Regions from separate parts of the Mus musculus genome. Here region 1 is linked to region 2. The links are chromatin contacts, called in public HiChIP or PLAC-seq maps. All regions are on one chromosome and are shown on one strand. Each heading gives the region's core, a stretch centred on a gene start, on an enhancer-like site or on the middle of the called end of the contact. The rest is flanking DNA. Distances are from core to core; before and after follow the strand shown.

The links. HiChIP or PLAC-seq counts read pairs in DNA pulled down with a chosen protein or histone mark.
Region 1: a contact with region 2 is called in an H3K27ac HiChIP or PLAC-seq map of oligodendrocyte precursor cells, with 10 times the contacts expected there. The contact joins two enhancer-like sites. A contact is called at or near these places in 1 of 484 Hi-C or Micro-C datasets (bone marrow-derived macrophages), 5 of 115 datasets of contacts at active chromatin or transcription factors (embryonic basal ganglia, embryonic stem cells, oligodendrocyte precursor cells and 1 more) and 1 of 9 other capture datasets (embryonic stem cells).

What each region holds. Positions count from the first base shown.
Region 1 is chr14:25,628,640-25,632,353 of GRCm38.p6, forward strand. The region is part of intron 6 of Zmiz1 (zinc finger, MIZ-type containing 1); the gene reads left to right. Among named protein-coding and RNA genes, the nearest start is that of Gm45915, 27 kb to the left of the region's middle. Within about 2 kb of position 1,417, at least 53 of the 459 cell types and tissues checked have an H3K27ac peak or open chromatin away from gene starts, as enhancers often do. A contact at or near this core is called in oligodendrocyte precursor cells, where this site is marked.
Region 2 is chr14:24,958,795-24,962,752 of GRCm38.p6, forward strand. Gm32068 (a long non-coding RNA gene) reads left to right here. Exons shown (of 5, transcript XR_383267.2): 3 at 3,442-3,538. Among named protein-coding and RNA genes, the nearest start is that of Gm32068, 10 kb to the left of the region's middle. Within about 2 kb of position 1,402, at least 76 of the 459 cell types and tissues checked have an H3K27ac peak or open chromatin away from gene starts, as enhancers often do. A contact at or near this core is called in oligodendrocyte precursor cells, where this site is marked.

The DNA of each region.
Region 1 (3,714 bases), core at 167-2,666, 670 kb after region 2:
CAGAATGGCCACCCTTCCTGTAGACAAATGTGCCTGCAGAGCCTAAGGCTGCTTTACCGGATCAGTGACTCAGAGCTACCTGCCCCAGCCCAAGACTAGAATCTCCTTCATGGTCACGGGGTTCCTTTGTGGGTTCCTCCCAAGGCAGAGAGTGGGACCATTCCTCCATTGCTGGGGCCCCCCTACAGAGGCCAGCAGGAAGGAAGCCAAGAGACAGCTCTGCAGACATTTCAGTTCCTCAGGACACAAGTCCAACCTACTGACTCTTACAAGGGAGCCATGCCATGAGAGCAGGAGGCCTGGCTCCTGGTGCCCTCCCACGCCCTTCAGGGCACAATAGGGTAAATGCCAAGAGCCTTTCAGAGATGGTCTGTGTGGACAGGCCCTGTGCTCAGTGCCCCTACAGAGGGTGAGCCTCAATAGGCTGGCACAAGAGATGAGGCGGGAGTAGGTAGAGATCAAGGTGAAACGTGGGTCGGAGGTCAGCCTTGTAGAGAAGCACTGGATGTGGCCACTGTTGGGTGCCAGAGATGGCACTGCCCACCCCAGGGAGTATCAAACATAAAGGTGCCAAGTGGACAGCTTTGAGCATCTGTGTATGTTTATGTGATTCTCCTAGAGTGTGGGAAAGACAGACCCACAAGGGACCAGGTTCGTTTTCTGTTTGTCAGATGTCTCAGCCTTGGAAGGCCTTCAGAGGAAGGCAACAGGGAAAACCAGTGAATTTATCCTGCAGGATACTCCACTTGCCAGAATCTGAATTTGTTTAATGTTGACCTCAGGAGGGAGGAAGCCTGATGCTTCTCCTGTGAGCTTCCACAGTTAAGCCTGGTCTATTGCCTCGAGAATCCTCAGATCCTTGTCTGTAAACAAGAGGAGTTTTGCTGTCTCACCATTTCACACGCAGAATGAAGGGGTGAGCCGAGGCCTGTGAATCCCTGATACGTTCTAGAGTGGCCAGCCCAGGCTAGAGACTCCCAGCCACCTGGTTTTGGGACCAAGACTTTGTGCTTGGGAGATGAAAGAGGAGAAGGTGAGAGTGTGATCTGGCCCCACCTAGAGGGATAAGAGGTGGCCTTTCCTCTGTGGGTACCACATAGTGGATGTACAGACACCATCAGCACTGGTGCCAGGACAGATGACATGAAGGTGGCAGCTGTCCTTAAGTCACCTACGCTGTTGTTTCTGTAAGAGGCTTATATTTATAAAGTCTCATTAGCCGTCCGTGGCTATGCATGGCATGAAATGTGTCAGTGGACTCTGTGATAGGTTTTATCTGGTGACAGTGCCATGGAGACTGGCTTGCAGTCCGGGAGGGGCCTTGCACCAGCTCTACAGCCTGGCTTTCAGATGGAGTGCTTGATGACTGACCGTCTCCCATACTCTCATGTACCGAGCTATTTCTGTCTGTGCCGCACTGCAACCTGTTAGTCATGTGTTGGCTGCGTAGTTCTTACTAAATGCTATGCCAAGTGCTAGGACTATGCAAGGGGCCGCTCCAGTCTCATGTCTAACCCCTGGGTAGCCTGTCTCCTGGCCCCATTTGCTTCCATTCAGCTTATCCTGTCTATCCAAAGCAGGGTGGGTTGGTGACAGACACGTTGGGAGACAGGCACATGATGGGTGGGCCTGCTCTGATGCATTGCAGAGCTTGTAGTAGAGAAGGTGTAAGGAGAGCAGGCTGCTGAGACGATCAACACACCATGTTGGTACATATTCTTGAGATAGGTAGGTGTGCTCGGGGGACTAGAGTGGCCATGTTGGTAGCTTTCTGACTCACCAGGAAGTGCCTAACTCATCCTGCTGCTGTGTCATCGTCCCCTGTGCACCTGAAATGCGTGACTGAGCTATTTATTGGAGGAATGGCCCTTCCTTGCATTCTTTCCTTCCTAGGATGTGTGAAGGAGGAATCCCTTGTCTCTTGACGGTCTCTTCCTGGCTACTTCAGAGTCCATCCTTGGTGGCCTGAGGGACTCAGAAGCCACCCCTCCTATCTCTACTGCCCCCTCCACACACACAACCTTCTCCCCTGGTGCCTTCTAGCCATGGAAATGTTTTGTGCTCCTCAGAGTCTCCTTGTCTCACTGTGCATTCCCTGCTGGCAGCAGGGTGGACAAAGCCTCTGTTTGTCTCTTACCTCCCTGCTCTCCAGACTGCTCCTCAGGCTCCTCCCTGCATCTGGTCCTTCCCAGTTCCTGGATCTTAAAGCACTGAGCAGCCTGGGCCTGTATCTAAACCTTGCCAAGCTGCCCAGAGATCTGGCTCCCTCTGGTTTATTTGCTCCTTTTCAAGCTCAAGCCCAACCCAGACTAGTGAGGTTCAACCTTTCCTATGACCCTGTGTACTCACTGTCTTAGATGCTGAGATCCAGCCTCTGTTCCCCTGTACCCCAACTGGATCCTATCCTCATTGGCCCCCAAAAGCTGATCTCTGAAGTTCCGAACAACGCCAGGTGTCCAGGTGGTTCCCCAAATTAGAGCCTTGCTGCTTCTGCCTCCTCTGATCTCCTCTGGGAGGTGCAGAAAAAGAAGCAGATTCAGGGCCTGTCCCTGCCCCTAGGGGAGGCACACCTAGGGTCGGTCACGAGCTCGGTGCCTAGGGCTCTGCATTCCAGTCTTCGGGGCCTCTCCCGTTGTTCCCCTCCTTGCCCTAAAGGACATTGTGATAGTACCTGTTTGTGAGAGTAGTTGCTAGAAAGATCTTGAAGAGGTAGATGTGGGGAACCTGGCTCTTCTATATCCCCTCAGACCCACTTCCTGGGACCCAGTCAGTCACCAGTCCGTGTGTCTTTCCTGTATGCTTTAGTTTTCAGTAGTCATGGGCATGCCGTGCTTACTGCTCTCCCCAGTACCACTGGTACAGAGGATCCTAGCTATGTCCTCAGAGACACAGGAGAGCAAACTGTCTTTCTGGGGCAACCGCTGAAGAGGCACAGCTTCACCTGGATAGGAAATGGCCCTTCTCTTCCTGTCTCACAGTAGGACACTGGCTGTCCTTCCTCTGCCCCTTGGCAGCTCGGGCAAGAAGGGAGGGACAGGGCGGAATGCAGAGCCTGTACTGAGTGAGCAGGTGGCGTCATCATCTGCCCCGAGGCCTCCGTCTACCCACAGGTCTCCCATGTGTGTCTGGAGCCCATACCCACCCAGGACATTGGCTCTGCACTCTGCTCAGAGATCAGAAGTAGACAGACACAGCAAGGCCTCAGAGCCTTCCTTATTGTAGCTCTGTCAACTCTGGGGGCTGATGCTCATCATCTGATGAGCGTACCATGGGTCCGCAGTCTTCCTGTACTTCAGAGTGCTGACTCAGACCACCCTCACAGCTGCCCTGGGACCTTGTTTAGGTGTCACCTAGTGGTGGTCTAGTTTCTCAGGGTGTTGTCTCCCACTGCTCACATGGTGAGTGATAGGTTTCTGGGGCCACAATGCTACATAGACCCCTCTACCTACAAGCTACTGTTTTAAGCACCTTATATCCTGAAGAGCAGGCATCAGGGTCATACTCATCAACAGATAAAGGTTCAGAGAGAGCACGTGAGTGCTTAGCTAACAGTTGCGTGGAAGTCAGGTGGAACTGTTTGGATCTGTGATTGTCCCTTACCCTGAATACAGCTGACCCCTGAATACTGCCAGAGGAGTGTGCACAGTGCACAGAGTTGCCTCCTTGCTTGCTGGCTTATACAGGGCATCCTATCTAGTGCAGGAAGCTCTACAC
Region 2 (3,958 bases), core at 152-2,651:
ACCATAGGGGCAGTACACAGGGATAACACCCTGTGGTAGAGAAGCTGCTCACTTCATGGCAGTTAGGAAGCAGACAGAAAAGGGACTGGAGAGGAGGCAGGCCCTTCGAGAGTGTGCCTCCAGTGGCGTGTTTCTTCCAATCAGGCCTCACCTCCTGGTGGCCCATGCAGCTTTAGATGCATCCACTGAGGGAGAAGGAGCCATCCAATGTTGTCTAGGTGTCACCGGGCCCTTCATGCATGAGCCTTGGCGGGTAAGCATCTGTATTGAAACAATGCCAGGCTGGATGTAGGCTGTCCTCCAAAGATAGGTGTGGAGAAGGCTTATTTCTCATCCTATTGTGCTACTAGGAAGTGGTACAGTTTTCAAAATGTGGAATCTTATGGGAAGAATTTACACCACTGAGTGTGTGTATCACCCACTGCCCATTTGCTTCCTATCCACCACGAGGTGAAAACCTTCCTTTGCCACACTCTCACTGTGAAAACAGTAGCTGGAATGACCCCTTGCCTTTGCTAAACTGATTGTCTAGGGTCATTTGTTACAGTGACAAGCGACTGATAGTCATCCCAGGCTAAGCTCTGACTTTGCCCTCCAGGGATTACAGTTGGCTACACCCTCTACCTCTCCTGGCCCTCTCTTTGGGTTGCCCCTGCCCATAGGGAACATCAGGGTATGCAGCAGATCCCCAAATCCACCTGTGTGTATGCACTGGAGCCCTGTCAAAGCAGAAACAGAGCCCAAAAGATGATTTGGGTGCCAGTATGAACCTGATACTGTAGCGTTTTCCTTGCCCAGGGGCACCAAGCAGAGCCTGCTGCCTGGGTGGGCTCCATGTCTGCAGAAGACCCAGTTCTAACATCACAGACAGTACCTTCTACAAATGTCCTTTGGTGACAGGGGTAGGCAACCCTTTCCCCTCCCCAAAACCTCTTTTATAATGGAAACAGTCTCATTCATGAGGGTCTTCCCTAACAAACACCAAACCCTGTAAAGGCCCACCCCTCAATGGCATTGCACTGTGTGTTCGTGATTAAAATAAACTTGAGGGTAGAGTCACAAACCATAGTAGGTTTCTGCGTGATTTTAGTTGGGATTTCTTTAGAACTCGACCTCCTTCTCTCCTATTCCCCTGAACTTTGACTCAGACAGAGGTAGAAAGAGGCTGGCAAACAGGTGACAGAGACAGAGTGGGGGGGGGGGGGGAGGAGGAGGAAAAGTGGGTGGACCTAGAGAGGATAAGAGAGGCAGAGGAAGAAAGAGTAGAAAGAGGCAGTGATGGAGGCTGAGAGAGCAAGCCTGTGGTGAGAGGGGAGGGGAGGGCACGCTGCAGACTGCAGGCCTGGCCCAGGCAGTGATGAAAGGCTGGCTGGCCCTGTACCGTCTGCCTCCGGCATGCAGCCCAACTCACAGCGGTAGCAGTTGGACCAGGCACTTGGCTCTCTCTGCTGAGCCCAGGCCTCTGTCCCTGACCTCAGCACAGCTGCAGAACCTTTGTGCCCTTCTATGGAAGCTACCAGGCTCCCTGCCTGCTTTGAGGCCCGAGGAGTGGGCATTAGTAGTATCTGTTCTCCATGCTTGTCTGTGCCAGGGAAAGAAACATGTGCCATCAGCTGGGCTTATCCAGAGACCCACTGCATTGGCATGGAGATGAGGCATGTGTCTCCTGTGACAGTGTCTTGCCTTCTTAATCAGGGACTTACTGAGGAGTGTGTTGAAATCAGCTGGCATTTCTTAAGCTCAACAAATAGGGATCTAGTATCTCCCTCTAGGGTAGCATGTTTCAGAGGATTCAGAATCCTCCTCCGTTCCCATTTCTTGTATTTTCCTTAATGTCCCCAGCCCATGGAGACTACCCCATAAGGAGCAGGGTTCTAAAACGACACATGACTTGTCAGGCAGGGTCAGCTTCTGAAGGGACAGCCAGGCTCGGAGAGGCTTCAGTGTGTGAACTCTGCTGGCTTCCAAGTCTGTGGATCAGGGCTAGGGGCTAACTGTGGGTGGGCCTCAGGAGCCAGGTTGGCGGGTGTCAGCCAGCTACAACCCCAGCCCCCACCGTGTGTTGTGGAGACAGTGCTATAAACTTCAGGATGCAGTGTGAGTCAGCTGCGTAGTCTTTAAAGAGATGAGACTCTTTTATAATTCTTTCCCTTGAAGGTCTGCTCATGGTTTTTGCTTTCCTACATTTGACTGGGACCAGAGCCCAGAAGCTTGCTGGGTGGCTGGGGACAGACATGGCCCTGGGACCTAAGGCATGGTCAGAAGTAATTGATGTGGAATGAGATGAGGAAATCATTTCCCTCAATTCCTCCAGAGTCTGAAGCAGAGATTCACGTTGGTTCAAGAGGCAGCAGATGGACCCAATAGGAGTTGCAGGGTGGGTCTTGTGGGAGGGAGCCAGGAAGGAGGGGAGGGAGGGATGAGAAAACAGAGCCAGAGAGGTATCTTGTGGGCTGTGAGGCTTTGAGTTTCGTAATGTTGTTGGTCGTCCTTGCCTTGATGGCCTCAATATAATTCTGACATTTATTATATACCAGTAGACAGTGAGCTCTTGGGACACAGGCTTGGTCTAGAAAGGTGTCCAAGATCCTTCCAGGAGTCGGAGGTAGTTAGGGGCAGGAATCTGTTGCCTTTTTCAGAGCTTGGAATTAGAGGTTGAAGCCATGCCTGCCCAAATAGTTAGGGCCCAAAGGCCTCAGCTGACATATGGGTTATAGATGCTTGGGAACTGCAGCCAGAGTACAGGGTTCGAGGGTGACAGGCACGATGCTAGATAGTGAACCAGGATCAGCAGACTCTGCCAGGCAAGAGGGAGGCAGAGCCTGCTATGTGGAGATGTCCTTGGCAACAGGGTAGTCTAGTGAAGAGGCAGATGCAAGATCATCCCTCCCTTTCCAGATGCTTCTGCTGGGTGGAGGGACAGGAAGAGGAAGGGAAGGAGGGAGAGGAGGAGAAAGAGGAGGAGCGAGGGATAGGGAGAGTTTGAGAACATGTGTGCTGAAGGAGCTGGATGGGGAAGCTGAGCCAGGGTCAGGTCCCAGGACCAGGTTTCCCTGGGAAGAGTCAGGAGACAGGAAGTTTACATCACCCGTGGATAGAGTCCAGCATCTTTCCATGCAGAGGGAGCTTGGGGTGAGCCTGTGGGTTGCATTGGAATGACTGGCCCCAAATACCATTCCTCTCCATTTCCATGGCCCTGCCATGGCCCATGTGGAGCGGAATAGTTTCCATACCTCTTAACCTGGGGCTCAGCTTTGTAGCTTGTTTTGGACAATGGGCAACATACCTAAGTCAAGATCCAGAAAAAAATGGAGCAGCCTGGAGTGAGGCTTGCTCTAAAGCAATGAGGTGAGATTTGAGGCTGAAGATGTCTGGCCAGTGGGAAGAAGTGACATTGTTCCAGTCTCGGCCAAGGTCTCCTTTGTTTTGGCTTGTCCACAGGAGCCTTTGGGTTGTCCTGAAGTGGTACCAGCCCTAGCAAGTGGGCAGGTTTAAAGAGCTGGAGTCATGAGACCAGGGCTACCCAAGCTGGCCACGGGTGAGTATCCAAGTGTCCTGATTTGCTGAGGACAGTTTTAGTGACTAAATTGAGACATGGATCACCTGTCCTACACACCAGCAGCCAGGACCATGACTGCCTGCTCCACGGGTACCACGTTCACAGAGGCTGTCCTCACCTTGTCTAGAGAAAGCTCACAAGGGCCTCTCAAACTAGAGAAGCTGCTAAGGGGGCAAAGAGGTTCTAGCTGAGCTTGTCCCAGGTAGGCATCCATAACAGAAAGGCCCATCTAAGATGCAAGGACCACCATGGGAAGGTAACGGGTGTCCCATCGTAGCCAGGTTCTCTCTGGGGTCTATGATTTCGATAGACTAACCAGAAGAGACACCCAGTATGTCCATCCTTTGACACTTTTAGGACTTCTCCTTCTACAGTCTTTTTATTATTGGAGTGTGTGTG